Linked DNA regions of Mus musculus: regions 1, 2, 4 and 5 are each linked to region 3. Evidence: chromatin contacts called from public HiChIP or PLAC-seq and promoter capture Hi-C data. All regions are on one chromosome and are shown on one strand. The core of a region is the stretch at or near the end of the contact, and the rest is flanking DNA. Distances in the headings are between cores, read along the strand shown. Region 1 has its middle 12 kb from the start of Gm36639. Region 2 has its middle 12 kb from the start of Gm36409. Region 3 holds the start of Txnrd3 (thioredoxin reductase 3). Region 4 has its middle 15 kb from the start of Gm36639. Region 5 has its middle 35 kb from the start of Gm36639.

Region 1 (4,506 bases), core at 573-3,072, 610 kb before region 3:
GGTGACTCTCTGTGAGTCACTTTGCTGGCTGTGAGCAGAGGTCACAAGACATGCACAGTGATACTTCTTGTGAGACACCACACAGGGCCTCACTGAGTCTCTTGTCCATCTGAGGTCCCCCCCTGACCATTCCCCCTTCTCAACTGAGGTCTTCTACTCCACACCCACCCCTCCTGGGCAGAGATGGGTGAAACTTTGCATTTTGGCCTCTGAGGAGCCTCTCCCCCTACACCCATAGTCCCGACAAGGGCGCCCCCTTTTGTTAAACTGAGACCCTACAACTCACTCTTTACTGACATAGGCAAGCACTGCAGGTGGCAATTTAGCTTCTGGAATCTCATTCTGCCTTCAGCTGTTTAAAAATGGAACTGGCCATCAATAATTAAACTAAGAGTGGGCATTAAAAGTCCATGTTTCAGCTTCTCTTGAAAGCCTGGCACGGTTTGTCCTGCTGAGCCTGCACCTACCCACATGGGGGAGGCATCCCACAGGCTTCCTGTGCATCCAAGAGAAGGGACCCTAGACTCCTCCATGGTGCAGCAGGGGAGTTTTCCTCCAGGCTCTTTGAGTACCCAGGAGGAGGGCATCCTTTAGGTTCTCCAGCACTCAGGAGGTTCCTCCATTCCAGCTATGTCCTGGGCTCCTCGGCAGCCTGCATTGCCTCCGTGTTCCCTGCTGGGTGTGTCACCTCCCTATTGGGAGGTTGGGATTGGTTCTGGTCCTTTTAATCAACACTGTCCTGAGAGCCAACACTCCTCCCTGTTGGAGTGGCCCCTGTGGGCTGAAGCTCTTTGCTTGCATACAGACCTGGGGAGGCTCTGAGCTGTACATGGTGATCCACAGCAGAGCAGAGGAGGTTTCCAAGTTGGCCTGTCATTCTGTCTCTGAGAGTGACCCATGGCCTTTGCCCTGACTCCAACCTCTGACCTTAGCAGTGTTTTCCTCTGGTTCCTTCTCCGACACTTTTTAGGCACATGTAAGAAGCCCAGGACTCTGGGGACAGGTTGGGGTGAGGCGAGGCAGGGGTCAGAAACAGAGCCAGCACTGAGATCTTTGCTGAGGCTCTTTCTGTCTCATGTGGGGCCATCTAGGTGCTTTGAGCTTTGGGCTCATCCTTAAGGGACCACTGGCCTCCCCGGAGCTGCTTTCTATAGAGAGGTCTCACTGTGTTCTTTATGAACCCTGCTGGAAATTTAGAAATAACACCTCAGAGACTGTAGCAGAGTTATTCCCACTTTTAGCCAGGGACAAGATGGTGTCGGGACAATGTGCCTGACTTGGAACCTGTCCGGTTTGGAAGAAAGCTAATCATGGTCGGAGACGCAGAAAGGCCGAAGGAAGAGAGGAAAGTGCAGCCTGACAAGAGAAGTCTGCTTGGGAACAGGAGGGAGGAGGGCAGGGAGGAAGGGAGGGAGAAGAGGAGGGAGGAGGAGAGAAGAGGAGAGCAGGTGGCTTATATCACCAGCCTCCACTCCAACTATGCCTTGTCCCAGGCTTTCTTTCTTTCTCCTCATGCCCTGCCTGCCTGCCTGTCTGGTTGTCTGTCTGTCTGTGCTCCGTTCTGTGTCTCTCTTCCATCCTGCCTGTATGTCTCTGCTTTACTCAGCCTAGCCACCCTGGCATCACTGGGGTCTCTGCCTTTTTGCCTGCAGCAAGCTGGGTTTTTTTTCCTCCTCTGTCTTTCTCTCTCTGCTCTTCATGGTTGTCGGTCTGCATGTCTTCTTGGGGTGGCTGGGTGGCTGTCTGTCCATCCTCTCATCTCAGGCAGCTGGAAGCATCCCCTGCGTTCATTGATGTGTGGTTGTGAGATTCCCTTTGAATACTGCAGCAGCCAGTTGCTGGTTGCCAAGGGAACGGGTCAGGAGAAATGGGGGAACCGAGGGGGGCATAGGGAGCCAGGCGGGGGGTGTGGGCACGCTTTTCTGTTTTCATCTTCTTTGGTGCGTTCCTTTTCCAAAGCATAGAGAAAGGATGGCAATTTAAAATGATTTTTCAAGAATCAACACGGCAGAAATAATGGGTCCTAATTGTGCTGGACTAAAAGCCAGGCAGGGAGAGTGGCAGCTTCCTGGTGCCCAGAGAGAGCTAATGGCCAGACTCAGAGTGTGGAGCCACTTGAGGGCTAGGAGCTGCTGTGTCAGGTCCCTGACTGGCATTGCCCAAGGCCACCCTCCTTAGTCCTTGCTGAGAATTTAGGATTTAAAGCCCAGAAGTCTCCACAACCCCCACCAAGCAGGAGAGGCAGCGAGGTGACCACACACAGGAGTACAGGCGCCCTGCTGCTTTCAAGTGAGAAGGGATAGGCACGGAGGCTTCTCTAGGCTACTGCAAGCCCTGGACATTCTCCAGTAGCTTCAAAGAAACGGTCTTGGTCTCCTCTGCTCAAGCTGAGTTCATCATCATGGGCACAGACAGAAATGACACTGGTGTAGAGCCCGTGCTGCCCTACCCACCTGCACCCCAGTCTCTGCTATCCGAGTCAGCAAATCCTATGAATAGAACGAACCAGGCTATGCACTTCTGGGATTGTGGGGGTCGAACAGAAGGGAGAGTTCTAGGTATAGACTCGACTTGTGCAGTCCTATTATTTAACTGGTTTCAACTGGATAGAAACAGGGTCTTGAGGAAGGAGCCCCACTCTCACCACATTAGGATGGGTAGGAACCTGGGAGAGGGAGGTGTGAAGAGCATTGGGTAGAAGAGAAAAGCCAGTAAAGGACTTCATGTTGAGGATGCCCTAAAGATTAGGCAGAGAGGCCTTAAGGACTTTCCCCTTCCCCAGCCACCAGGGAGAAGCTGCCCCGGTCTGGAACATGCCACCTAACAGCCTTAGTTTTATCCCTGATGTCAGCTCTGCACGACCCATATCTGTAAGGGTGCCAGTAGGGCCCAGTGCAAAAGCCTAGTGCTCCCAAATGCATTTGGCTTGAGCCATTCCATGCCTGTCACTGTCCTAGGCAGCCAGAAGCCTGTCTTCTGTCTGTTTTTACCCTTTCTGTTCCATTATCCTCTTATATCCTGCCAGCAAGTGCCCAGCGAGTCTGGGTCTTAGTGGAGGACAGTGGTCATGTCTTGTATGTGTGACCTGACTCTGTGTGGTCTCATCTTCTCTCTTAGTCAGTTCTAGCCTTCGTTGGCTCCTGACATGTGAAACTGTTCATCATAGCAAGTGATGCTGGAACCCTGGAGGTCTAAAGGTGTCATGGCTTCCCTGAGTTGTGGAAAGTGCACCTGGAACTTGGTTCCCAAATGAATTAGATAGGCTAGGGTTAGGGTTATCAACAGAGGTGGGGAGTACCACAGGTACAGGAGCTATCTGCAGAGTTGTATTCTGGAGGAAGAAATGGCAATGACCCCTGGAGGCCTTATAGAGGTGCGGGAGCTAGACCCCTCAGCAGCTGGCGGAGCCTGTGTGATGAATGTCGTGTGAGTGACTTCCTTTGGCAGTGGATGTCTCTTCACTCCATCACCAACTATCCTGTGTCCTACTGCAGGCTTAGCTAGAGACTCACTCCAGGTTAACACCGTATGCATCCCAGAGTGACAGAGTGTTTGCCCTTTCCAGTGTGAGGGATAGAACTCAGAGCCTCATTTGTGCAAGGAAAGTGGTCTATTACAGTCCCTCCCCAGCCCCTGTGACAGCTTTCTTTAAGTCTCTGTCTCTGTTTAGTTCCTCTTCTGGCATGAGTTTATCCCGGTCCAAAGGAAGCCTGTGTTTAGCTTACTATTTCTAGTGCTTTTGTGTCATGGGGACTTGCTGATCCTCCCAGGTCCCAGAGACAGGAAATGTTCCTGCCAGCATATCTTTAGGGCAAACTAAACCCTTCTTCCTCTGTGTGCTTTCCCTCTGGGACACTGTTTACACCCAGATCATTTCAGGGCCAGGACAAATACCCTGAGCAGCCGCAACTTCCAGAGCTCCAAAGTTATCCTTCCCCTGGACTCCAGGAAGGGTCCTTGCCTCCCCACGCTGCTGCAGGCTGTCATCCCCAACCTGCTGACCTTACAGCACCTGGCAGGAATACCTTCTACACTGACTGCCTGCTTTCAGAAGCCTGCTCCTGCTCCGTCCTGGCAGGGGTGGGGGGTAGCTTTCATTGTAACCAGGACAGATACCAACACCCAACCTCGAAGATTGGCAGTGGGGGAACCGCTACCTAACCGCCCCCAATGGCTTAGGGAAGCTCATCTAGTAACCCTGTCTCTTGTCTGTTCCCTCCTCCGCCGCCTCAGCACGGCACCTGTGTGATTGTTTATCTCACAGTTCCCTTCCACTCAGCTGACTTTTGCACAAGTCAGGGGTGTGTAATTTACATAAATGGAGATAGAATTTACATACAGTAGGATTTACCCCTCTGAGTACACAGTTCAGTAGGTTTTGACAAATAGCTACAGCAAGGTAGCTGCCCTGGCAATCAAGGACCTCACCCCCTCCTTCACTTCAGCCCCAAACTGGCTTCCTACCCCTTTGCAGTGATCCTGTCTGCCCCCTCCGGCCCAGCACTC
Region 2 (3,923 bases), core at 6-2,505, 680 kb before region 3:
GCCCTGTTGCCTTGGAGACCACTCACAGGCTTCCTGGGGCTGAGGATGGAGGAGACAGTTCTGGGGTACTGGGAGGACAGAGTGACATCTTGGAGCAGCCCACAGGCCTGTACCACATGCCAGTCCTCTGCACCGCAGGAAGACCAAGGCTGAGAGTAGTCCTGTCTGGCTCTGGGCCAGGGCAGGCTCTTCCTAGCTGTTAAGGAGAACTGGAGCTGTCTTCTGTCTTCTACGCTCTCAGTGGGCGTGGAGCCAGCCGTGGCTCAGCTGAAGGGCCAGCAGGGGGCTACAGTGGTGTGGATTGTCAGGGCCTGCGGCTGTCACGCCTCTCTCACGGCTTCTAGCCTTTATTCAGGAGGATATTTCTCTTTCCAGTGCACACCACACACATTGGCTGATTTATAACCCAAACTATTGTTGGAGTTATGTGTGTGTTTCACCACTCTTAATTTATAAGTGAGGAAACTAAGGCACAGAGAGGTTAAAAATCTTGTCTGAATTCACACAACTTAGTAGACAGGTGCAGATGAGCCAAGCAGGCTAATCAGCATTTGTCCCCCTGGGTCCATGGTGTGCCTTTCTGTGAGCTTAGCCACCCTGGGGTCATAGTCTTTGGTGGAACATAGAGCTGTAGAATAGGGCCTAGGAAGGGTGGAGGTTGGCCTTGGACTTCTGCTCCCTCCTGCTGTGGTGGACACTGCGCTAGTTGCTTCTCAGCCCTGTGACGCCAAGCTTTGCTCAGCCTGGGCATGGCTGAGACAAGACACCACCTGAGATTCCTTATCTGAAGCACTCTGCTCATACAGTCTCATCACCAGACCCTGCCTCAGAAAACGGCCCTCAGGCGGAAGCCAGCCTCGGAGCGGCATGCCAATGCTTCCATTTCAGCCAGCTCTTGCAGCCTTTGCTCTAGCTTTCTGCTCCACACAGAGGCTCGCTTCACCCTGAACGTGCCATGGTCTGCCCTGTGACTTCCTGAATCGTCCCTTCCTCCTTCAGTGACGAACAGGCTCCCTTTCCTGAGCTCTGCTATAGACATTTGTCATCTGATCCTGGGTCCTGTTTGTTCCCTGATCAAATCATTTTTGTACCAGGAACAAGAAACCCAGTGAGGCTCCGCAGGCTGAGAGCAGAAGGCCTGGGTCCACTTATCCCAACCAGAAAGGTGGTGCCATCTCATTGTAGAGGGGAGGACCACACATCTGGTCTCCTGACCACGTCACGCTGGCACATACGTTCAGCCTGACTCCTTGCATTCTTTGGGGATAGTCTCACACATATTTCTAGACTCCAGATTTCTGCCTGTGAATGTCTGGAATGTGGCTAGGGAGACCAGCCACTGAAGCCAGGCCACAGATTTGCTTACATGACAGACTGCAAACACCCCCCCCCCTTTTTTTTTTCCCCATGACTGGCCTGGAAGTGTCTCTAAGAGTGGGTTTGGGAGAGGGGACATCAGTCAAGCATAGGCAATGAGGAATGTTGGAACAAACTTGGAGCTGCTGGTCCCAGGTGGCACCGCCCCACTGGGAAAGGTGCTTTGAAGTGGCACCACTAAGGTGAAAATGAGAGATGGAGGAGACGCTGGATGCTAGGGTACCTTGCATTTTGAGTGCAGCCAGCCCTCCCCAGGCTATAGATGGGTCTGAGTGGGAGTCTGATGCTTATAACAGAAAGATGGACCCGCACATTCTTGTGGTAGGCAGGGACAGGGCCTGTGTGGTCAGAGTCATGTCCTCTGTATGGTGGTCACCTGGCTGTGCCTGCAGACTACCTCCTCCCTGTCTCCTCTTCAGGGCCCTGTTGCGATTCCTGCTTTTCTCTCTCTCTGGCTGCTGCCCTTCCTGATTGAGGTGGCCACCGTTTCCATCTGTGGCTAAATCTGACGCCATATCCTCTCTTGTTTTTCTACCCCCACTAACTGCTTCTGTGGCCGAGTCATGTGTCCTGGCTTCCCTGCAGGTAAAGTGGTCATCTGACTTGCTTCTGACCAATGGAAGGAAAGGGAGGCTTTCCTGGGGCAGGCAGAAATCTGGCTTTCTGCATAAAGTCATGGAGTCTCATAAGTTTTTCTCTCCCTTTCCTGCCTGCCTCTCCCTTTCCATCTTCCCCTCCCTGGGGAGTGGAGTTCAGGATCCCATGCGTGCTGAGCTGAACAATGTATCTGTGTTGCATCCAGCCTGCTTTCCGGTGCTGTGGACATGCCATGCCTGCAGTCACAGTGGCTGCAGAATGGCTGGTAGCAGGATGAAAAGCTTGTTGGTTGAGCATCAGGAAAAAGACCTGACAATGTAGTACTGGACATCTTGGTTGAGGAAATAAAGAAATCAAGCTGGGGTTGGGCTCAAAGCTCCCTTCCTGCTAGCCAGTGCCAGAAAGTGCTATGCAGGCTGTTGGGCGAGAATTGTCACCAACTGGCTTACTCAGTTTCAGACTCTATGCCATAGGAGTGACCAGCCAGGCAAGAGGTGATAGTGGCAGGTCTGTTACAGGAACCATCATCTCTTTCTGACTGGAATTAGTGCCTGTTCCATGGGATGCAATTCAGGTCTTGTACTGTAAGTGAAGTCAAAAGCCCATGGCCTGGGAGGCCATAGGTCCTAGTGTGGAAGAGGTGGGGCAGGGGGAGAGGATGGCTCACTGGGAAGAATGGGACAAGAAGATCACAATGGGGAGGGGTGTATATATTTGAAATACATTAGGTATGATTTGCCAAAAAATGAAATATATTGTTCTGTATAATTAATATATGCTGATAAGATAGGTTGGAAAAGAAGTAAGATTGATCAGAAATGAAAGTTCAGGACAAAGAAGAGAGGGAGGCAAGGAGGATGGTCTAGGGGAGAGAACAGCCAAGGACATCAGGCCCATCCTAGGAGCTGTATCTTTGAAGTGGCTCCACAGGCACCCCTGCTCCACAATCCACATGCTCAGAGCTCCAGAGGGTGGGCATCCAGAGGGGCAGAGTCTGACTTCCCCAGTCAAGTCTGGAGAGCTTTACAACTCCTGTCCCCAGAAGCTACAAAGAGGAACATGTACAGCATGTGACACAGGCTGGCCCCTCCTGCATCCTTGAGAGGGACTTTCTTTTTTCTTTTTTTAATTGGATATTTTCTGTATTTACAATTCAAATGTTATCCCCTTTCCTGCCCCCCCCCCCCAAGCCTCTATCCCATTCCTTCTCCCCCTGCTTCTGTGAGGGTGTGCCTCACCCACCCACCTACTCCCGCCTCCCCACCCTTGATTCCCCTATACTGAGGCATCTATTGAGCCTTCATAGGACCAAGAACCTCTCCTCCCATGGATGCCTGACAAGGCCATGGAAGGGACTCTCTTACTATACTAGTCTGTCTACTTGGGAAAGTGTTGAACAGGAAGTGAAAGACCTCCACACTCAAAGTGTCTTCATTAGCCTTGCAAAAACTTTTTCTGTTTTATTAGTTTCAAAGAACTGGGTCTGGTTCTTTATTTATTATTTCTACAGCTTTTAAGTTCTTTAATTTATTTATTTGCTTTTATCTCTGTGATCGCCTCTCTTCTACTTTTTGTGGTTTGTTCTTTTCTTGCCGATCTGAAGTTGGAAGTCTCATCTGTCCCTTTTGTTTGAGTGTGAAAGAACTAGAGAAGAAAACCCTGGAGTTATGCAGGGAGGGGCCCGGGACACATTTGGCGTGTGCGGGGTGGGGGTGCGGGTGGGGGTGGGGGATCTGTCTTGCTTGTTGACTGGGAAGTCTGCTATTTTTGTTTTATGTCCTCCTTGACCTATATGTTATTTGGAAGAGTCATTTTGAAACCTATTTTCTTTCTGCCTTTTTATGGGGCGTGTGTGCATACATCTGTGTGGTACATACCATGCCAGAGGTAAAAGAAAGGTGTCTTCCTTAACTATTGTTCAGCTTAGTCTGTCTGTCTGTCTGTCTGTC
Region 3 (3,987 bases), core at 1,192-3,691:
GGTCTTAAGCTGTGGGTCATGACCTCAAGTGACATGACACAAAATGTGGGGTGTATGACAATTTTGACAGCAGTAAAAGGTTTCTGAAGGGGGCTGGAAAGATGCTGAGCAGCGAAGAGCACTCACTGTTCTTATAGAGAACCTGGGTTTGGTTCGCAGCATGCACATGGTAGCTTCCAAGTATCTGCAATTCCAGTTCCAGGAGGTCTGACACCACGGCTGACATCTATGGGTCCTTGTATACATGTGGCATACATACATGTACTCCACACATTCGAGAGCTACCCTCCTACATTTTCTGAGGTTTGTGAAAGCCCAACAACCAATTCAAAATCAAAACACAATGAATCAAAGGTGATTCTGCCAGTTAGGCCTTGCCAGTGTTGTTACCTGACTTCAGTGAGACAGCCTCGGTTTCAAACACAATGCATGCGCGCCTGTTGCCCTGTGCATGCCATCAAACCTGCACACAGCCCACAAACACTGCCTGAAACACCATGCCTTAGAATGGAAGACGGCAATACTGTGCAAGGCAGTGTTCTTAAGTCTACAGCAGATTTTTCTGTTGCTATAAAAACGAATGATTTAATTACAGAAAACAAAGAATTTTAATATTTTCCTCCCAGCGTTCCTCAGCATGTAAGGAACAAATTAGTATATATTTAGATTTGTATTGTGTTAGAATGTTTGATTTCAAAAATTGCTATTTGAGCTGCATACTTAAGTTTCATAAAAAAAAAATGTTAAATGAGTGTTGGCTTGGGATTAGAGCAGAACTTCCAACCATTTCTAAGATAGCTCTAAACACTCTTTGTATTTATGCAAAGCAACACTCTCGGTATTGACAATTATAAAATTAAAATATTGATCAATTATGAAAAACAGTGACAATGTTCTACCTTCTATGGTATTGAATTTTCAGCCAAGATTTGTTTTATGTAAAAACAAACAACCCTATCCATCCATCTCATTAGAATGTAAATTTGCTCTCATCTTTAATAAAGGGTGAAATTATAAAGGTACCTAAGATTTTCCTAAAAATTAAATTCATTATGATTTATTACCAGTAAATGTTTGTGAATCTGTTGAATGTACTTTTGAGATCATGTGAAATCATTCAGGTTAAAAAGGGTTGCAAGTGAAAAAGATTTGAGTTTTAGTAGGGTCTTCTAGGGTTCAAGGGTTGGTGATAACAAGTCTGGCTCAAATGTTTGAAGCAGCCCTGGTTGAGCCTGCCCTTCAGACAGGCACCAGATACACTGGCCATGCAGTTTTCCTCAAGGCCTCTGTGGAGTGGGCGTTCCAGACCACAGGTGCTAAGGATAGTCCAGCTAACTGACTAACAGTGGCCACTAATTAGAGTCCGTGCCTCTGCTCATTTACAGGAAGCTGAACTTCAGAAGGGCTGCTTACAGCAATAACTTTAAAACGTGAGCCCAGGGAGAGGGCTCAGTTGATAAAATGTTTGCATACCGCCTGTTCTTATTTGACCTTCTTTCCAAATGGTTCCTGTGTTGGGGATGGCTTGAGAATCCATTGTGCCCTAGTTATTTCCTGTTGCTGTGATAACAACACTAACCAAAAACAACTTAGAGGAAGAAAGGGTTTATTTGGGAAAAGTCCCAAGTCACACTCCATTATTGGGGGAAGTCAGAAAACCCAAGAAGGAGCAGAAGCTGACTGCTGCTCGTGGGCTTGCTCTCGATAGCTCACTCAGCATGCTCTCTTACCACCTAGGACCACCTGCCCAAGGGTGGCACCCCCTCCCCAGTGGGCCTGATGCCACCACATTTATCATTAATCAGAAAATATTCCACAGGCTTGCCTACAGGCCAATCTGAAGGAAGCATTTCCTCAGTTGAGTCTCTTTCCAGGTGACTCTAGTATGCTCCAAGTTGACAAAAACTAAGCAGTACACTGTCACAGTGAATTGCTGAGGGTGTGTGTGGGTTGAGGGGTTGGGGAGGTAGTAACCTAGGAACCTCATATTGAAACTGAATTGCAATAGTAATTTTTATTCAGCTTCAGTAGTGCAAATTAAAAAAGAATCAGTATTTCCTAGACAAGGTTTTTGTCACATTTTCTGAAATAAAGTGGAGACATCTACCCTTCCTGAAAAGCACCTATTTTGAGATTGGTGGAGAATCAGGAGCGGAAGGAACTGTAGAGAGGCCTCTGGGTGTCAAAAACTGTGGTAAAACGATAATGAAAACAGTAATTACAAGAAGAGCAGAGCATACAAGCTTGATTCCGCACCTTTGAAAATGGCAAGTGACTGCCACTGTGCCACTGGGTGGTAGACAGAGTAGTTTGCAGGCTCACCAGGCTGAGCTAAGGGGGCGTAGCTTAGCCCTGTGGAGGCCTGGAGGTGGGGCAAAGTTTTCCCGGGGGCGTGGCCGGTCGGTAGGCGGGCCCTCTCCGTGGGTCGCGCGGTCGGGGGCGTGGCCCCGTAGCTGTCCGGTGCGCCCGCGGCCAGTGCGTAGCGTTCTCAAGTTCTCAGCGGCTTTGCCGGCGTCGTCCCCTAGGCGGCCGCCCGCGTCCCGGTTCCTCAGCAGGCCCGGCTCGGCCCGGAGCGACAACAAAGCCCTGGAGAAGCCACCGTCCCCGCCGCCGCCTCCTCGGGCGCAGACCTCGCCCGGGCTGGGGAAGGTTGGAGTCCTCCCCAACCGCCGCCTGGGTGCTGTCCGTGGCGGCCTCATGTCGTCGCCACCCGGCCGCCGCGCCCGCCTGGCCTCCCCTGGGACCAGCCGCCCGTCTTCTGAGGCCCGCGAGGAGCTGCGGCGCCGCCTGCGGGACCTCATCGAGGGCAACAGGGTGATGATCTTCAGCAAGAGTTACTGTCCACACAGCACGCGGGTAGGCGGGGCCGGCCGTAGCAGAGCTCTGGGGCGTGGCCTGATGGGCAGGGTCTAAGCAATCCCGGTGGGAGGAGGGAAGTGAAGGTGAAGCCAGGACAGGGTGGGCCGGGCGGGGAGGAGCGTCGATAAAGAGGCTGGGTAAGTTTGTGAGCCGGATCTGGGGACTGATCAGAGGTCTGAGCAGTGAGCCGGGCGAACCCCGGGCTCAGTAGTTAGCGCCTGGTGGGCGGGGTCTGAGCAAGGTTGGTGGGTGGGGCGAAGCGGAGGTCTGTGGAGGGTGCTTGATGGGCGTAACCGGAATAGGGTCTGGGCGGGGCTCATTGGGCGGATTGGAACCGTGGAAGGGGGTCCTGGTGGGAGGGGCTAATAGGGAGGGTCTGAGTGGAACTCTGTGGGTGGGACCTAGTGTATGGGGGGTGGGGGGTAAGGGAGGGTTTGGGTGGAACTTAGTGGGCGGGCGGTCCTGCGCTGACATATGGGAGGTGGGCGGGGCCTGAAGGTGGACGGAGTAGGGCTTTTGTAGCACTTTCCCAGGTTTCATTGCCTACCTTCTCTGACTCACTACGGGGTCCCGGGAGGTTGCCATCTAGGGAAACATTTGCTTTCCAGCCTGATAATGGGCTTTAGTTAAAAAAAAAAAAAAAAGAACAACCAAAAAATATTTAAAATTGTTGTCTTATTAAAATAGGATTGCGTGGCTAGCTGAAGCTGGATCTAGATCCCATTTGTTAACTAGCATGTTTGGCTCCTTGACCAGGTTTCAGAACTAGCAGGGAGCTTGTAAGATGAAGGTAGAGGAGGTTTTAAGAACCATGGAAGTCGTGGCTAGTTTAAGCTCTGTTGCACACTCTGTAATTTGGGGCTGGGTGGGCATTCGACATTGTTTTCATATTATGAGATAAAAATATTCTTATTGAAATCTTTGGAAGGAAGATGCAAGATGGGGCTGTTCAATATCTTGATGTTTACTTAACATTATGAGAAAGTTGAAACAATAAAGGCCAGGTGTGTAACTTAGTGGGAGCAAGGCCCTGGCTTCCATTTCTAGCACAATTTAAATGAAAAAAAAAATAGATGCTTGGGCAGAAGGATCATGTATTCAAGGCCAGCCTGGGCTCCTATTAAGAGT
Region 4 (4,464 bases), core at 950-3,449, 630 kb before region 3:
ATCAAAATAAATCCAAAGAAAGCCAATGGAAGAAATTAATGTAGAAAAGGAGCACGAATTAATGAAATAGAATAAAACAATAGTGGGCTCTCGCTATAAAAATGAAATATAATGCTTTGAAAACAGCTGATAAACTAAACCAAACTAGCACATTTGAGCAAGGAACCACACACTAGCCACGGGCATGAAGGGGCCTTCCGGATGCGCCGCTTGGTAGAACACAGGGAAGCACAAAGACCAAATTTTACCAGTAAATCTGATTATCAAAAGCAATCAAGGCGGTTTTAAAAGGGAAGAAATGGGTCTGTGCAAGGCGGAAGTCTTCCTCAAGCTCCACCCCGGCCCTGCCATCGGGGATGCCCTCGAACCATCCCCCACACGGTCACGGTAGCCGCGGTCCCTGAGGGCTGAGAGGGAGGACTTCACAGGCTGGATCTGGTCCTGTGGACAGCTGTAGGTAGTCGTCAGTGGGGTTCTGCCGCATAGTCTTGGGGGAGGGTAGACCTCGGAGCGTTGTAGAGCATGTTGGGTAAGTTTCCTGCTGGCTGTTAGAGCCTCAGTCCACAGCCAGGAACCACGCCTGATAGTCCACACTGAATCAGGATGAGATGGGAAAAATAAAGAACAAATACATCCCCAAAGAGAGCTAAGAGGGCAGCCCTAAAAAAGAAAGGGCAGCCCTAATAAAGAAAGAAAGACCAAAAAAAAAAAAAAAAAAAAAAAGGAAGGAAGGAAGGAAGGAAGGAAGGAAGGAAGGAAGAAAGAAAAGACCCAGGTGGGGAATTTGTACGACATCTTGCAAAAAACCAAAAAACAGACTGGGAACCCTGTGTTCATTTTTCCCATTGTTATGTCTTAGTGAATGGAAGTTTGTGAGTCATGGGTCCAGCACTGAGTGGGTGGAACACTACATGTTTATAGGCTGGGGCTTTCTTAGGAGCCTCTGAGTCCCTCTTCTGATGGTCTAGATCCTTATAGTAGAGACAGAGAAGATGGGGATTAGAAACCAGGAAATGGCTAATTCATTCATTCATTCATTCGTCCCTGTGCTTGTCCTGTTTGAAGCATGAAGACCACAACAGTGATCAGGCAATCCCTAAGGCCTCAGTGGTGGTTTGGGAAGGAGTCACAGTAGCAACGAATGACCAGTTCAAAGGTCCTGGGGCAGGAGCAAGCCGGCCATCGCAGGGAGCAGTTCAGAGGCCAGGATAGCTAGAATGATATGGTTGGTGGAACAAATGAAGTCAGAGCCGGGCAGGCACCGCGACCACTCAAGAGCTCTCTCTCAGTGAAGATTACAGACAAGATCTGATGTGCTCTTTAGAAGATTTTTCCCCCCAAGGCACAGGCATGAGAAGAAGAGGTTCAAGGTCAGAGTAGGGTCTAAGGTCACTCACTGTCTGGAGGTGGGAATGGAACCAGGGTGTGGCAGTGGAGGGATCTTACACTGACACATATCAGTGTGAGTCCGGCAGGATTGGCTTGTAGTTCTCTGTGGCAGAGCTGGAGAAGTGCAGGGTGGTACCCAAAGCACCTCTGCAGGTTCCTTGGGTGAGCACCAAGGCTCTGGATTTCTGTGGGGAAATAAGAAAGAAATCCTGAGGATTTCTTCTGTGGGGCTGGGCAGAGATTCAATCCTGGTGGGCACAGGGTGGAGGGTGAAAGAGCAGCCCGGACAGAGTAAGGCTCAGGGGGTGTGACTGGGACTTGGGTCTGGTCCTGCACCTGCTCTGACCACCGTATCTTTCAACCCCCTACTCTACTCTTTGCGAGCACAGTTTGTCTGCTATTAACTGGCTAGGCCCCCCAGTCACTAGCCTCGGCTGAGACTCTGCCCTGGCTCCCCGCCTCCCTGCTGTGGCAGCCTCTGGGATTCACAATTTCAGCCTGACACCATAGTAACCACTTAGTGCGGTTCAAGATTCCAGTGTCATCCCTGGTCGCGCTTGAATAGGATGAGGCAGGGTGGGGGAGGGGAGGGCCCTGCAGAACCGCAATTATTTCTCAGTTGCCAAGGAAAATGTAAACAGAAGGTCAGCCTTGGCGGAGACTCTGTTTTATTTTTCCCTTTGTAGGATGGGTTGATTTGGGGAGATTAAATTGTGTGTTATTTTTCTTCCTGGGCTTCCCATCCTCCCGTCGGCCCGTTGACAGAGGCAATACAGCTGCAGAGACTGGGACTGAGACTGCACCGCAGCTGCCGCTCCAGCCTGCCCGGAAGCTGGAGAAGCCCCGCCCAGCTGTCCCCACCCACCAGAGTGCAGCCCCGGAGCCTGACCTGGGATTTTAGCCTGAAGTCAGGGCGAATAGTGTGGGTGTGAACCCTCGGCTCAGCAGAGGAACCAGCCGAACTACAGGAAGCTAGAAGAATGACCTGACAACTCACAGAACAAGGGAAAACAAGGAATTGTGCTGATTTAAGTTGCTAAAGCCAGGCAAGGTGGCTCATGCCTTCATCCCAGCACTTGGGAGGCAGAGGCAGGCAACCTCTGTGAGTTTGAGGCTAGCTTGGTTTACAAAGCTAGTTTCAGGCAGCCAGGGCTGTTACCCAGAGAAGCCCTGTCTCAAAAGAACAAACAAACAAACAAACAAAAGTTGCTGAGACTCGGGCTAGTTCCTTAGGTGGCGAAAGTTCCCTGATACATCCTACTGTTCTCTCTGACCAGGAGGGTTTCTTTTGCAGGAGAGGGAGTCATTGTCCCCGGTTTCTCACGCTCTGGATGGCGACTAGGCCTCCCTCGGGAGGCAGTGGGGGCTCTGTTGCCTCGAGGAAGTCCTCCCTCGCCTTCACTGTAGACCGTATGCATACCAGATTGGAGTTGTCTTTAGTTGTGTGCGTGGGACTTCTACTTTGAACTCTTCCAGAGAAGGGTCCTGCCATGTTTGAGGTCCCAGCCCTGGTGTCAGTCTTAATTTCAGTTGCTGCATCGGGGACCTGGGAGAGATGCTTTCAGATAGACTTGGCTGTTGCCTCTGGTCTCGGGTTATCATCTGGCCTGGAGGCTGGACCCTGTGAGGAACCAGCTTTACACTTGGCTCAGGAGCACCAGAATCCATCAGGACTGAAAAATACTGCCTGCCATCTACCTTCACCAAGCCTTGAGCTGACCTTATTAGACAGCCGCAAGAGGGAGAGGGAAAAGGAGAGGAGGAGGAAGCTGCCAACAAGGTTTCTGGCATCAGGGGGCCAGTTTCTTCAGCAGCTCCTGAGTGCTTCTTCCTACATCTTTCCTGGATATGGGAATCACAATGGAACCAGATGTGAGCTGGAGGGTCCTGATGCCAGTTAGCTCTGCACGGCCAGAGCCCTTTAACCATGGCTTTAGGAAGCCTGTTTACTGTGGAGACCCAAAATTAACTTTGTGCTGCAGGGTTAGGCAGATCTAGCAGCCTCCTGGCTCAGCAGCAGGGAGAACTCTGGTGGGGTGCTTGCTCTCTCTTCCTGACCTCTCCCACCAAGGATGTTTGCACTTTGTAACCTGGGTGCTACCCAACCTCCCTCACCCCCTGGAGGATCCAGCTCCATGCTGCCTAGAAAACCCAGCCTGGAGGCTCCACAGGCCACAGCTGGCCCTGGTGGAGTGTGCCTGCTCACTGAGCTCCAAGTCCTTCCTTCGCCTCCTCTGAGCCCCATTTTACCGAAACATGCACATGGACAATGGATTCTCTGTTTTGCTGGCACACAGGCTGTTCCTGCTCAGGTGTTTTGTTTTGTTTTTTTTCCCTTTGCGGCTCCTGAAATCAAGTCTGTTTACCTTACGCCATGATCCTTTCAAGAATCAGAAAGGGACCTATACCTTCTCACCTCTTCTAAGCAACCTGCACTCCTCTGGGAAGGCAGGTACACAACCCTTTCTGGCCCTCCATCACTCCTGCTGTGTGCCATGGCACTATGCACACACCCGAGTTTCCTGGCCACCCTTGGTGCCCATTGCACAGAGGCAAAGTAGAGGCTTACAGAAGATAAGAACCCAGAGCTGGTGCAGCCTTTCTGCACATCCATGCATGTGGGTTTCAACAAGGACTCCTGAATGCCAATGAGCACCCAGAGGAAACAGTAAGTGGGGGCAGGGTACGCAGTGCAGTGGTAGCATCCCTTCTGCAAGCTGATCTTCTAGCCACACTCTGGTACCCAGAAGGATCGCTGGGAGAAGCAGGGTGGGAGGGGAGGAAATATCAACTCCAGGGTGGCAGAGGCAGTCACTGAGGCTGTGCATAGCATGAGCATCGTGCTCTGTTCTTGATGCTGTCTGAGCGTGTCACTCAGCAGAGCCCTGGCTGAGAAGCAGGTTTCCTGACTGGAGACTCGGCAGCAGCAGAGGGTCTGGGGTTTGTCCACACACAGCTGCTGCTGTCTAGGGTAGAGGGGCTCGGCCTTGAGAGCCATCTATTCATGCTTCTTGTCTCTCCCATGACTCTAGGAGGTGGGATGCGGATGACTTGTTGATTTGGGCCAGAAGACTG
Region 5 (4,589 bases), core at 2,016-4,515, 580 kb before region 3:
TTGGAAGAATTTGAGAAGAATTGGCATCCCTCCTCCTTTAAGTGCCGAGCAGTGTGTTCCTGGAAGCCAGCTGGTGCCAGGCTTTTTTTTTTTTTTTTTTTGGCCAGGCTAGCTAGCCCCATCTCCCCTCTCTCATGTTACCACTCTGTACATTCTGAGTACGTAGCTCCAGGATTCAGCCTCGGCAGGGGCCTGACCCACCCTTCTTGTGGCTGCAACCAGATTCTAGACAAGAACTCACCCACTAGAGGAGGGGTTATTTCCACTCATGATATGAGAGAAGTCCATTGTGGTATAGGAAGGCATGGCTCGGAAGCTTGCTCAGCTCTGGGCTGGTCAGAGATCGGACAGTAAGCAGGGTGGGTTTATAAACCCAAGGTCTGTGCCCGGGGACCTATGGGAAATAGAGTGTTCTAAAACCAGAGCCTCTGGGGACATTTGACATGCTAACCGCAGCAAAATGTGTTTCACACAGGTCACTGGTCACCGCACTCTCTTACAGAGCTTTCTGACTCTTAGTATTGGTTATAATATCTCCAATTTTATTTAAAATCGTGTTTATTTGATTTTTTTTTCTTGGCTAATTGCACTACAGGCCTGTCAATCTGTCTATTTTGTTTATCTTTCCAAATAACTCGACTCTTAAGTTTTACTGACCATTTCTGCTTTAAAATAAATAAATAAATAAATAAATAAGTCAGTCTGGGTCTGGAAAGATGGTTTGGTGATTAAGAGCACTGGCTGTTTTTATGGAGGATCTGGGTTTGGTTCCCAGCACCCACATGGCAGCTCACAACTGTCTGAAACCCCAGTTTCTGGGGACCCTTCTAACTTCTGAGGCCACTGTGCACAAAAGTTACACTTAGATGTAGATAAAATACTAGACCACATAAAACAAAAATAGTTAAGTTGCGATATTTTAAACCACATTTATTGCTTGATTGATTCAGTGTGGAGGGGAGAGATGCGCACAGGTAGCCCATGTGGAGGTCACAAGACCTCCTGTAGATGTCAGTTCTCCCCTCTGTGTGGCCCTGGTCCTGGGGCATCAAATTCAGTTTATCAGGCTTAGCGGCCAGCACCCTTACCCACTGAGTCAGCCAGCCCCAATTTCTACTTTTTAAATCTCTAAGCTTAATTATTTCCTTCCTTCTGGTGAGCTTGGGCTTAATTTGTGTTCATTCGATGTTTCTGAATATGTACAGCTGGGTTGTATGCTGTAGACATTAATCGCTGGGAAATTCCCTCTTAGAGATAATTCTATTGTATCTCAAAAGCATTATATATATATATATCTCATATAATTTTCCTATTATTGAGTGTGTGTGTGTGTGTGTCTGTGTGTGTGTCTGTGTGTGTGTCTGTGTGTGTGTCTGCGTGTACATTAGTGCAGGTGCTTGCAGAGGCCAGAAGAGATGCCAGATCCTTTGGAGCTGGAATCACAGATGGTTTTGACCAGCCTGATGTGGGTGTTAAGAACTGAAACCAGGTTCCCTGGAAAAGCAGCAAGTGTTTTAACCACTGAGCCACATCTCTGTCAGTTTTCAAACCTGGCACATATGGCTGAGGTGCTGTTTAACATATTAGAGCAGATATGCCTGGCTCCCTCTTTCCCTTCTCCCTCTGCCTCCCCCCTCCTCACATGGCTCAGGGCCATGTCCACTCTGGACTCTCCCAGATGCCCCTGCCTCTGGCTATGTTCTCCCTTTATCTATAATAAATTTCTCCTCCACCATACCTGGGAACAGTCATGTCCTTTCCTTTCCTTTTTATTTCTTTTTTCAGCCCCTGATATTTTTGGATTTTTAAAAACTTTCTTTGATTCTGCTTAGTTACTTTCCTCTGGTTTCCCAACCATGACTAAGGCAACTTACAATATGAAGGGTTTATTTGAGGCTTACCGTTCCAGAGGGATAGTCGTCCATCACCAGGGTAGCAGAAAGTGTGGCAGTGAGCAGGCAAGCATGGTACTCAGGCCATAGCTGGGCACCCATGCCTCCATCCACAAGCATCGAGCTGAGCCAATGCCCTGGGGATGGCAAAAGGCTTTTGAAACTTCCTCCAAAAAGGCCATCCCTCCCAACCCTTCCCAAACGGTCGCCAGCTGAGAAGCCCAATTCATAAGCCTGAGCCTTGTTGGGGACATCTTCTCCAAACCACTGAGGACCCATTTATGGCTTGGCAGTGCATCGTTTAACTTCATCGTAGCTGATAATTTCCCAGCATCCTTCCCGTTACTGACTTCTGACTTACTACCCCTGTGATCGCAGGGACAGAGAGGGGGTGATTTACACCTTGAATTTGTTAAGGCTCATTTTGTAGGCAGCACAGTCCTGTGCTGAGCAAGCTCTGCATGGGCAGCTTCTGAGAAGTCTGGTAGCCTTTTGGGGCTTCACTCACATGTGACTGGGCTCCAAGATTGTCTTTAACTTTTGAAAGTGATTATTATGTATTCTGGAATATTCCTCAAAGTCACCTTTACTTGGTATCCTTTGAGCTCCATGAATCTGTGTGTTCAAATATCTCCCAAGACGTGGGAAATATTCAGCCATTCTTTCTTTTGTTTTTAAATGTTATTTTGTAGTTGCTGGTTGGTTTGTGTTGGTGGTGGTTGGTTTTTGTTGTTTTTGTTGTTGAGATGGGGTCTCACTGTGTAATAACACTGGCTAGCCTGAAACTCACTACATAGACCAGGCTAGCCTAGAATTTACAGAGTTCCATCTGCCTCTACCTCCCAAGTTCTGGGATTAAAGTGTGCCACTATGCCCAGCTCAGGCAGTAAATAAACTTACTCCCCCTCTCCTCTCTTCTTCTGGGTACCCATGTTTTTTTGGGTTTGCTGCTGAAGGATTCTCACCCTGCCTTGTGCTTTCTCCACTCTCTCCCATCAAATTTATTCATTTTCCTCTTACTGGCTGATCTCAAATGTTTTTCCTTCAAGTTCAAGAGTTCTTTGCCCTTGGGAGTGCCCTTGGGCATCCTGTAACTCAGCCCTGACTCCTTTTGTTGTTGGCCTCAACTTCTGATCTGGCCTCCTTGCCTGTGTCACACGCTTCCCAGATGGTCACAGCTTGAACTCCTTTTTGGGCAGCTTACACATCTCTATTTCTTTGGGGATAGTCACTGGAGTCATCTTAACTTCCTTTGTGTCATGGTTGCTTGAGGGTTTGTTTGTTGCCTAGCCTTTAATGTGTGTCTATATACTGAGAGAGGAAGCATTGTCAGTCTTTGAGACTTGTCTCAGCAGGTGATAGCCTTCTGGGGCCCAGTCTGCTGGAGTTGCCTCAAAACTTGAGACTGTGCAGGCGCAGCTGCTCTGGGCCTCAGCTGGTGACCTGGTGCATGTGGCAGTTGTCTGACTGTCTCCTAGGCTGGTCAATAAGGCGGGTGTGGAATGAAACAACAAAGGTCCTCTTCTCAGAAGGGTGGGTGCTGGTGGCTTCCTTCAGGTGCCCAAGAGGGAGGGATCCTGTGCAGAAAACACCGGTCCAAGATCATGCCTAAAAGGGGTTTAGAAGTGAGATCTGGGGCTGGAGAGATGGCTCAGTGGTTAAGAGCACTGATTGCTCTTCCAGAGGTCCTGAGTTCAAGTCTCAGCAACCACATGATGACTCACAACCATCCGTAATGAGATCTGATGCCCTCTTCTGGTGTGTCTGAATACAGTGACAGTGTACTTAACATATAATAAATAAATAAATCTTAGGAAAAAAAAAATAGAAGTGAGATCTGGTGCTGCTTTGGAGGCCTCGGCTCAGAGCCAGGCCTGAGGCTGCTTAGGGAATCCCAGTGGTTTTCCCTCCTGATGCCTGCGCTGGGAGTAGGGTACAGGCTATCTGAAAGCCTGCAGGAGGACTAGGGTGGTGACACTTGCCAGGGTGGTGGCCTTTTATGGTAGGAGATTTTAAAGTTCCTTATTGATTGATTTTCATTATTCTTTCTTTTCTTTTACTGTAGTGAATATTTTCTTGTTTTGTTTGGGGATCCTTCCTTCCTTCTTTCCTTCCTTCCTTCCTTCCTTCCTCCCTCCCTCCCTCCCTCCCTCCCTCCCTCCCTCCTCCCTCCCTCCCTCCCTTCCTTCCTTCCTTCCTTCCTTCCTTCCTATTTTTTCTTTCTTTCCTTCCAGTCTGCCTTCCTTCCTTTTTTCTGTTGTACATGTTTCGAGACACCATCTCACTGTGTAGATCAGGCTTGTCCTGAACTTGTAGTAATCCTCCTGCCTCTTCCTCTGCGTGCTGGAACGAGAATGGTCCCCATAGGCTCGTCTATTTTAATGGTTGGTTCCCAGTTGGTGGAACTGTTTGGGAAGGATTAGGGGGTGTCGAGGGGGAGGAGCTTTGAGGTTTCAGAAGCCCAGGCTGGTCCCAATTAGTTCTCTCTGTCTCAGATCGTATTGCAACATGTAAGTTCTCAGCTCCTGCTCCTGCTACAGCTCCGTGCCTGCCTGCCTGGTGCCATGTTTCCCCACCATGATGGCCATGGAGTAAACCTCTGGAACTGTGAGCCCCAAATTAAATGCGAGTAGTTTGTCATGGAAACATAACAAACTAAGGCATGGGTACCACACCCGACTTTTATTGTGTTTTTGT

Evidence for each region. Promoter capture Hi-C pulls out the DNA fragments that hold promoters and counts their contacts. HiChIP or PLAC-seq counts read pairs in DNA pulled down with a chosen protein or histone mark.
Region 1: a contact with region 3 is called in a promoter capture Hi-C map of hippocampal neurons, with 7 times the contacts expected there. The contact joins the enhancer-like site here to the promoter of Txnrd3 in region 3. A contact is called at or near these places in 11 of 39 promoter capture datasets (the 3T3-L1 cell line, 3T3-L1-derived adipocytes, the C10 cell line and 7 more), 3 of 15 datasets of contacts at CTCF or cohesin (large pre-B cells, pro-B cells and stem cell-derived epiblast-like cells), 11 of 484 Hi-C or Micro-C datasets (the G1E-ER4 cell line, the HL-1 cell line, the N1E-115 cell line and 4 more), 16 of 115 datasets of contacts at active chromatin or transcription factors (the 230-238 cell line, T-cell acute lymphoblastic leukemia, astrocytes and 10 more) and 1 of 9 other capture datasets (embryonic stem cells).
Region 2: a contact with region 3 is called in an HNF4G HiChIP or PLAC-seq map of pancreatic cancer cells. The contact joins the enhancer-like site here to the promoter of Txnrd3 in region 3. A contact is called at or near these places in 18 of 39 promoter capture datasets (the 3T3-L1 cell line, 3T3-L1-derived adipocytes, the HPC-7 cell line and 13 more), 2 of 15 datasets of contacts at CTCF or cohesin (the NIH/3T3 cell line and large pre-B cells), 22 of 484 Hi-C or Micro-C datasets (the N1E-115 cell line, adipose-derived mesenchymal stem cells, bone marrow-derived macrophages and 16 more), 22 of 115 datasets of contacts at active chromatin or transcription factors (the NIH/3T3 cell line, a beta-TC-6 cell line, bone marrow-derived macrophages and 15 more) and 3 of 9 other capture datasets (adipose tissue, embryonic stem cells and macrophages).
Region 4: a contact with region 3 is called in an H3K4me3 HiChIP or PLAC-seq map of embryonic forebrain, with 5 times the contacts expected there. The contact joins the enhancer-like site here to the promoter of Txnrd3 in region 3. A contact is called at or near these places in 11 of 39 promoter capture datasets (the C10 cell line, cranial neural crest, embryonic stem cells and 5 more), 2 of 15 datasets of contacts at CTCF or cohesin (large pre-B cells and pro-B cells), 2 of 484 Hi-C or Micro-C datasets (bone marrow-derived macrophages and embryonic stem cells), 16 of 115 datasets of contacts at active chromatin or transcription factors (the 230-238 cell line, bone marrow-derived macrophages, embryonic basal ganglia and 9 more) and 1 of 9 other capture datasets (adipose tissue).
Region 5: a promoter capture Hi-C map of stem cell-derived epiblast-like cells shows a contact between it and region 3, with 4 times the contacts expected there. The contact joins the enhancer-like site here to the promoter of Txnrd3 in region 3. A contact is called at or near these places in 13 of 39 promoter capture datasets (the 3T3-L1 cell line, the C10 cell line, the SN4741 cell line and 6 more), 2 of 15 datasets of contacts at CTCF or cohesin (large pre-B cells and pro-B cells), 12 of 484 Hi-C or Micro-C datasets (the G1E-ER4 cell line, the HL-1 cell line, bone marrow-derived macrophages and 5 more), 8 of 115 datasets of contacts at active chromatin or transcription factors (embryonic forebrain, embryonic stem cells, kidney and 3 more) and 1 of 9 other capture datasets (embryonic stem cells).

Annotation. Positions count from the first base shown.
Region 1 is chr6:89,033,844-89,038,349 of GRCm38.p6, forward strand. No RefSeq gene overlaps it. Among named protein-coding and RNA genes, the nearest start is that of Gm36639, 12 kb to the left of the region's middle. Within about 2 kb of position 1,823, at least 41 of the 459 cell types and tissues checked have an H3K27ac peak or open chromatin away from gene starts, as enhancers often do. A contact at or near this core is called in the HL-1 cell line, cerebral cortex, embryonic forebrain and 1 more, where this site is marked.
Region 2 is chr6:88,959,871-88,963,793 of GRCm38.p6, forward strand. No RefSeq gene overlaps it. Among named protein-coding and RNA genes, the nearest start is that of Gm36409, 12 kb to the right of the region's middle. Within about 2 kb of position 1,256, at least 73 of the 459 cell types and tissues checked have an H3K27ac peak or open chromatin away from gene starts, as enhancers often do. A contact at or near this core is called in the NIH/3T3 cell line, adipose-derived mesenchymal stem cells, bone marrow-derived macrophages and 8 more, where this site is marked.
Region 3 is chr6:89,641,547-89,645,533 of GRCm38.p6, forward strand. It overlaps Txnrd3 (thioredoxin reductase 3), which reads left to right and starts at 2,442. Exons shown (of 16, transcript NM_001178058.1): 1 at 2,442-2,856. The coding sequence starts at 2,587.
Region 4 is chr6:89,006,817-89,011,280 of GRCm38.p6, forward strand. No RefSeq gene overlaps it. Among named protein-coding and RNA genes, the nearest start is that of Gm36639, 15 kb to the right of the region's middle. Within about 2 kb of position 2,200, at least 136 of the 459 cell types and tissues checked have an H3K27ac peak or open chromatin away from gene starts, as enhancers often do. A contact at or near this core is called in adipose tissue, bone marrow-derived macrophages, embryonic basal ganglia and 4 more, where this site is marked.
Region 5 is chr6:89,056,481-89,061,069 of GRCm38.p6, forward strand. No RefSeq gene overlaps it. Among named protein-coding and RNA genes, the nearest start is that of Gm36639, 35 kb to the left of the region's middle. Within about 2 kb of position 3,266, at least 8 of the 459 cell types and tissues checked have an H3K27ac peak or open chromatin away from gene starts, as enhancers often do. A contact at or near this core is called in embryonic stem cells and stem cell-derived epiblast-like cells, where this site is marked.